Regions from separate parts of the Hordeum vulgare genome. Here region 1 is linked to region 2. A link is a contact called in public HiChIP or PLAC-seq data. All regions are on one chromosome and are shown on one strand. Each heading gives the region's core, a stretch centred on a gene start, on an enhancer-like site or on the middle of the called end of the contact. The rest is flanking DNA. Distances are from core to core; before and after follow the strand shown.

The links. HiChIP or PLAC-seq counts read pairs in DNA pulled down with a chosen protein or histone mark.
Region 1: a contact with region 2 is called in an H3K4me3 HiChIP or PLAC-seq map of embryo, with 2.6 times the contacts expected there. The contact joins the promoter of LOC123424609 here to the promoter of LOC123424604 in region 2. A contact is called at or near these places in 1 of 6 Hi-C or Micro-C datasets (leaf) and 1 of 1 datasets of contacts at active chromatin or transcription factors (embryo).

Annotation. Positions count from the first base shown.
Region 1 is chr2H:27,980,820-27,984,246 of MorexV3_pseudomolecules_assembly, forward strand. LOC123424609 (probable inactive receptor-like protein kinase At3g56050) reads right to left here and starts at 1,941. Exons shown (of 6, transcript XM_045108250.1): 1 at 1,545-1,941; 2 at 1,368-1,434; 3 at 404-819; 4 at 127-317; 5 at 1-44. The coding sequence starts at 1,941.
Region 2 is chr2H:27,433,958-27,437,383 of MorexV3_pseudomolecules_assembly, forward strand. LOC123424604 (importin-11) reads right to left here and starts at 2,064. Exons shown (of 24, transcript XM_045108246.1): 1 at 1,801-2,064; 2 at 1,531-1,640; 3 at 560-632; 4 at 400-461; 5 at 182-323. The coding sequence starts at 1,941.

The DNA of each region.
Region 1 (3,427 bases), core at 691-3,190, 550 kb after region 2:
AGGTTTATAAAGTTCTTGTGGCCCACTTTGGATAAACTTGAGATCTGAGACCACAGCCATTTCAGTCAATGTGTATTTCGCAAAAGAAAAATAGTGTGCATATAAAGGAGATTAACGGCAGGTTACCTTTTTCCTGTACTGGGATTCACATTCTTTTGACCAATCATTCTTAGATGATATTAAACTTGACACAACTGCTATTTCAACCCCGCTTGATAATGTTCCCTTATACAACATGCAGTTAGCCGTAGAACCAATTATATTGCTGAAATCCTCGCAGGCTGCCTCCAGCTCTGACCGTTTCAGCGAAGGCACACCTGGAAGCATGATTGATCATGTGTTAAGGTGCAACCAAAGAACAAAATATATGATAACAGATATGCACACATAGCATGAAGGATACCTGTCACGAAGGCTCGCTGCAGTTGCCCGCTTAACCCTGTTACCCAAGGCCTCACAGTACCGACTTTCTTCGCCCGGCAGTATACAGCAAATGCCGCAGTCATGACAAGGAAGGCCGCACCACCTGCCGTGACCAAACCGTAGGCTCTCCAGGAATGCTTATGAACAGCGTTGACTGGGGCATCAACCCGAGGATCATGGCTTGGCTGTGGGGCGGAAGGCAGAGGCCTGACCGATTGTGGAGGGGCTAGCGATGGAGATGGTGATGCCTTAGGCGGGGCGATGAACGGCGAGGGCGACGGAGCAGGCGATGGTGCTCCTGCGCGATGCCTGCCCTTGTTGTGGTCAGGAGCTCGAGTCGGTGGCAGGAGAAATGGTGGGAAGTGTATCTGTAGCAGCCTTCTCGGGTGCGAATTCCTGATGTTTCAACAGCACATGAAGCAAAACGGAGAAACATATCAACTTGAGTAAGAAACACTTTGATCATCATAAGTAAATTCCACTCATGGTGACATTTCCAGATGTAACAACAGCTGTATGTTATTATTATTACAAAACAAAGAACAGTGCGAGTTCAGATTTGTTAACCCGTTTCAGATGCCGGCATGATTGATTACTCTACTACCAGAAGAGAGATGATTCGATCAATCAGGCAGGCAGGCAGGCAGAAACATGCCCTCCCTCCCCGCAGATTTGCGCCACGGCGCCACCTTTCAACCAAAGTCATAACAACTCGGCTCCACCTAACCACCGGCCGATAAGCCAGGCCGCTTCGAATGATTGCCGAATCACCACACCAACCAACACCACCAGGCAAAGCCAAACTACAGTTATACAGTTGCATACGCTCCCCCTCAAAACAAAACAAAAAATCCCAGAAAATTCCAGCCCTCCCGATCTCCATGACTAACGAGCATAGCAGCAGTACTAAAATCAGCAAGGGCGCCGCGGGTTCGCAGGCTCACCTGAGCTGAACGGGAGCGGATTCCATGCCCGCGCTCCATTCCCGAGCACCGGGCCCTCCTCCACCCGCTGCAGAAACAAAGAAGGACGACACGCCCGAGATCAGCCCGCCCGCTTCGGCAGAAGGAAGGAAGGAAGAAAGAAAGAAGCAAAGCGAAAAACCAAGAAGGAGGCGGGACCTGCTGCGCCGTGGACGAGCGGGCAGGAGACGGAGACGGAGACGAGCACCAGCAGCAGCAGAAGCAGCGGCGGCGGCAGGAGAAGACGGTGGAGCGAAGGCGGCGGGTGACGCGGGTCCCCCATCAGTCGTGGGGAGGAACGGCAGCGGCGGCGAGAGGAGCAGGAGCGCGGGCGCGGGGCAGTGGCATGTGGCTGGAGCGAGTCGCGGGGACCGAGCGAGAAGAGAAGAGGAATGTGAAGGTGAAGCTGGGTTTGGTTTGGTGGCGAGGGGAGAGGGTGGGGGTGGGGGGATCTGGGAGGAAACGCGTGAGCGGTGGAGGGAGGGAAGAGGTTGGGTTGGAGTTGGACGCGGCCGAGGGAAAGGTAGGCGACAGAGACCGGCCAGCTCGGGGACAAGCGTCATTCATTCCATTCTCCTCAACGAAAATGAATGCCTTCCTTCCTTTCCTGCTTACTTACTTACTATTGTTTCCTTGTTAAAGCCTGGCAACAAAAAAAGGTTGGACGCGTGAACCCTTTTTTGTGATTCTTGTGTGTGTGTGTGTGTGTGTGTTTTATGCCCTGTTTTGAATGCTTCGCTTTGTTGATTTTATTGTTTTGCTTCTTCTTCTTTTTTCAGGCGAAGCAAAGGAAATGGAAAGGAGAATCTTTCAAAGGAGGACAAAAGGAGCGAAAAAGAAGGAGAGAAGATTTGCGAATCACGGGTTCAAGTTTCGTATAGAGTTTTTAAAGTCTCGGGCCGAGCCTGCGTCGACAAGTGATAGGAAGAAGGTTTGCGAATCATGGGTTCATGGTTCGCAAAGTGTCGACAAGTCTTGAGTCGAGTTTGGGCAAGACATACCTGCTGCCAAGTAGCGGTGCAGACTATGAGCTGCGAAGAGTTTTTGACAATTCGGACTTGCTGATTCTCATCTAGAGAACGTACAAGATCTCATGTAACCGCGATCGATCAAACAAAAGAAGAAGAAAAAACCCGCATAGATCCGCACATGAAGAAATGGTGCGGTGTGAAACCCCCTTTGAAAATCTTCGCGTAAACGGCAAAACTTATAGTTAATTTATATCTAGATGGGAGCTAAACGGACCACCTACATGTAATAATTTTATTACTTGTGTTATTTTTACCGCCATGACAACTGATGAATAGTTTGAAAGTTTTTCCCAGGGAAAATAGATGGACGGAGCTGGCCACCCCTTGAAAATTGCGTGGAAATTCATCCTGGTGCGTGCGTGCGTGATGCGGACCGGGAGACCAAGCACGACGGCTCGGTGATTCGGTGCAGCTTACATATACACCTCGTAGTAGTAGTAATTTGGTTTACATGTATGGGAGGTAGTACCCAGAAGCAGAGCAGTTGACCGTGACTAGCAACAGTGTTTTCCTTTAATAACCGCAAATAAACTACTCCCTCCGTTCTTAAATATAAATCTTTATAAAGATTTCATTAGTGGACTACATACGGATGTATATAAACTAATAGACATATTTTAAAGTATACATTTAATTATTTTGCTCCGTATGTAGACACATAGTGAAATCGCTTAAAAGACTTATATTTAGGAACAGAGGGAGTAGTACCGAGACTCACATGCTGCATTGATCACTTATTTGGACGTGATCCCTTCGCTCTCTCATCAACTGCCCCCCGAATTACTTTACAATCAAGTGGTGCTGCAGCCGGTTATCCGTGACCCGTTCCTGCTCCCCCTCGACCGTTAACGAGTGGATTAACTTTAGTAGTACTGCTACATCGTCTGACCGCGCAGGATAAATAAAATACTTGATCTTGCGTCGTCTCGGCGCTGACACGATCTTTGATCTTAGGAAAGAGAGAGAGTCCTAGGTTCGTGCCAACAAAAATATAATATCAGATGACATGGT
Region 2 (3,426 bases), core at 814-3,313:
CTAGTGGAGTTAATGCACATCAGCTAATGTTGTGCGCCTGTGTGCGACGATGCACGTTACGGGCCAACTAGCTGGTACTATACCAAACTAATAATGAGAAAACCAGAAAATCGAGCACATGCACATCTTGAGTAGTGATACTACTTATAGATGGATATGTGATTTTTGCAAAATCAAATACCTCGGCATAATTCCTCTGATCAACAGCAAGCCGTTTACTTGACAGCTCCTTTAAAGTTCGAAACAAGACCATAAACACACGATGTGAAGCAAGAACATCAGCTGACTGCAATTGTTGTGCCAATATAGAGAAAAGGTCCCGCCTGAATGATATGACTGTAAGCAACAACTCAACCCATGTGAAAGATAGTTGATAAGAATTGTGCTAAGAATACTTACCATTCTCTTGGGTAATCCAAACGTGCAATCTTCGAGATTAGTACAGCTAGCTGAAGTGCAATCTACATTACGACATTAAGATAACATACTCGCATTAATACACATGATTATGCGTTTGATATCATAAGATCACATATCATACACATTATCTAGTTTGCACCTGGTTATTCTCCTCTCGTATGTTTAACAAGAGATTTTTACGAAGGTGGTCCTTCTCCTCATTGCTAATTCCACTACAAAAGATAATTCAAACCGATAAGTGATATCTAACATGTCAGAGTTTTTTAACAAGGTGTCAAGTGATTATGTACCAGAAACTTGCAACATTATAAATTATCAAAATAAAAGTAACAGCAGAAAATCTACTTCGGATGTGCAGAGATAGGCTTATAAACAAATCTAAAGTCATAATTTACTCCATAGAGAGGTGATCCATAACGAAACTAATATGACAGTGGATCAGCTACTGTTTCTTTTTCTTTGTTCTTTTTTGAGTGAGGATCAGCTACTACTGTTCTTTCCTGTTGGACACCATCAGCCACAATTCCATAGTTTAAGTTAGGACTTGACAAGGACATTCGACATTAAAGCAATACAATTATTCTAACACCACCATACTAACAATAAGAAGCGTAGGCAGAGCCAGATGGCCTCGGTCACAGTATGACGTTCTAACGCACATTGTCATTGCTGTCATACAATACACTCGAGGAATCATAATTAACCAATGGTACTGAACAGAGGGTGACTAGGAATCCGGGCGAGTCCACCAACAGTGGTTGATGCTATTCTCAACAAATTCACTCCATAGAGAGGTGATCTCGAATAAAATTGATACTGTAGTGGATCAGCTATTGTTCCTTCCTGCAGGAAACCCTCAGCTATTTTGTTCCATGGTATTATTATTATGCTAGGACTGTCAATGACACTAGGAAAACTGCATCGAACATTAACATTAACGCAATACAATCATTCTAACACCACCGTGCTGACAGTAACAAACTTAGGCAGAGCCTAAATCGCAGCATGATAATATTCTACCGCACATTGTCACTACTGTCAGCAAAAGGAAGTTGGAAAAAACACTCGATGCTTCATAATGAACCAACGGAGCTGAACAGAGAGTCTCACTAGGAATCCCGGCGAGTCCGCCAGTAGCGGTTGATGCTGTTCTTAAAATAAACCGTGGCGAGCAGGCGCACGTCCTCGCGGCAGGACGAGCCCCTGGCGGAGATGATCTCCTGCAGAAGCACCAGATCAGCGAGTCAGCACGCTCGAACCCCATGGCACCGCCCCCCAATCGCCCGTAGATCGGGGTAGGCCCGGGAGGAGGAAAAGCCCTAGAGCCCATTCCCCGCGAAGCGAATGAGGGGCGGGAGGGGCGGGGATGGGGCGGCTTACCAGGAGGCAGGAGCAGAAGCCGGGGCGGGGCTCGCACTGCGCGAGGGCCGACTCCGCGGGGTGCCGCGTCGCCTCGTCGGCGCTGAGCGAGTTGGCGAGGACCGCGTACATGGTCGGCACGTCGCCGGCGGAGAGGGCCATGCTGTCCTCCGACCAGCCGCGGACACCGACGGGGAGGGCGGCGGCGGCGGCGGTGACTGGGAAGGAATGATCGGAGAGGAAGGAAGGTCGCGTGGGGTTGCGAGCGGAACAAGGGAAGAAAGGGTGCGGAAGAAGGCTGAGGAGGCCTGGGACCTCCTGGACGGCAGAAGACGTCTACTCTTCCGTAATACGTACTCTTAAGCTTACGTTTTCGTTTCGGAAATACGCTTTCAGCTGCTCACCGTCCGTGGCCGCATGACGTATGCTCTGATTCACGCCAGTTTCCATCAAAAGAAATACTCAGTCCGTCTCATAATATAAAACGATTTTACATATTATGAAACGAAGGAAGTAAGGTTTTGACACATATAACAAATCAATATATATATATGTTTATTCCGTGATTACAAAAATAATAATACTATATGAAAATTAAAATATAGAGTGTCTCAAACTAACTCAAGAACGGAAATAAAAACGAGACGTATCCATCAACTAGCTCAATGCGCACCCCTGTTACAACAAAACGCCTTTGTCGCTTACAAGCCCACGTGTTAAACCACCAACTCCGGAGGAAAGACCCAAGTTCCAGATGAAACAGCGACTTCCCATCTTACCGGACTGCAAGTGTTGGACCTCATATTGAAGACTTCGCCGGTGTTGACAAAATAAATGCAATCCTTCTCCACATTACCCCAAGGTGCGGGAACCGACTTCGAGAAGCGCATGCTGACAAAGAGCGCCTGGTCACCATCAAGTCCATCGGTCATCGGAACCCATGTGTCTGCATTCGCCTCGAAAACCTCTGCCTGACAAGTAAAACGTGTCGGCAAACCAATAGGCGTGGTTAATTGCATATAATGTTTCACCATGAGCAACTTTCCGCGAGACTCTACAAGGTAGCGTACAATGCTGGTGAGAGCCTTGGATCCGTGGGTCGCGTCATCGTACACATAGTCAAAAGCATCGTTTATAGCATTCTCATCCCTCTCGCATGGCTCGTCATACTCCTCCTCGTATATGACATTCTCGTTTTCTGATGTTGTTGTGCCCCATTCTTCATCAACATCATCATGTAATGGCAGAGTTGCATCTTTGCCTGATGTCCTTGATGCATCTTCATCTATTTTTTTCGCTACCTCATCATCATCATACTCACTGAATGCCTTCATTGTCTCCTCATCAGATGCTCCCACCGCCTTCTCATTTGATGTTTCAGCTACACCCACATTGAATGTCCTAGCTGCCTCCTCGTCTGATGCTCCCGCTGCTTCCTCTCATCATCATCATCATCCTCCTCCTCGTCCTCAAAGTCGCTCCATCCATGATAGCCATAATGACTTATTGGTTGGCTTACGACGCGTCTGCCAACGGCAACCATGAGCTTACCGTCGCCATCCAAGCACATATGAATCGGAAAGAGGTTCTCATCCTAGGTGAGAGCGTAGAGTTTGTCTCCGACGAAGGCAATGTCGATGATGTATA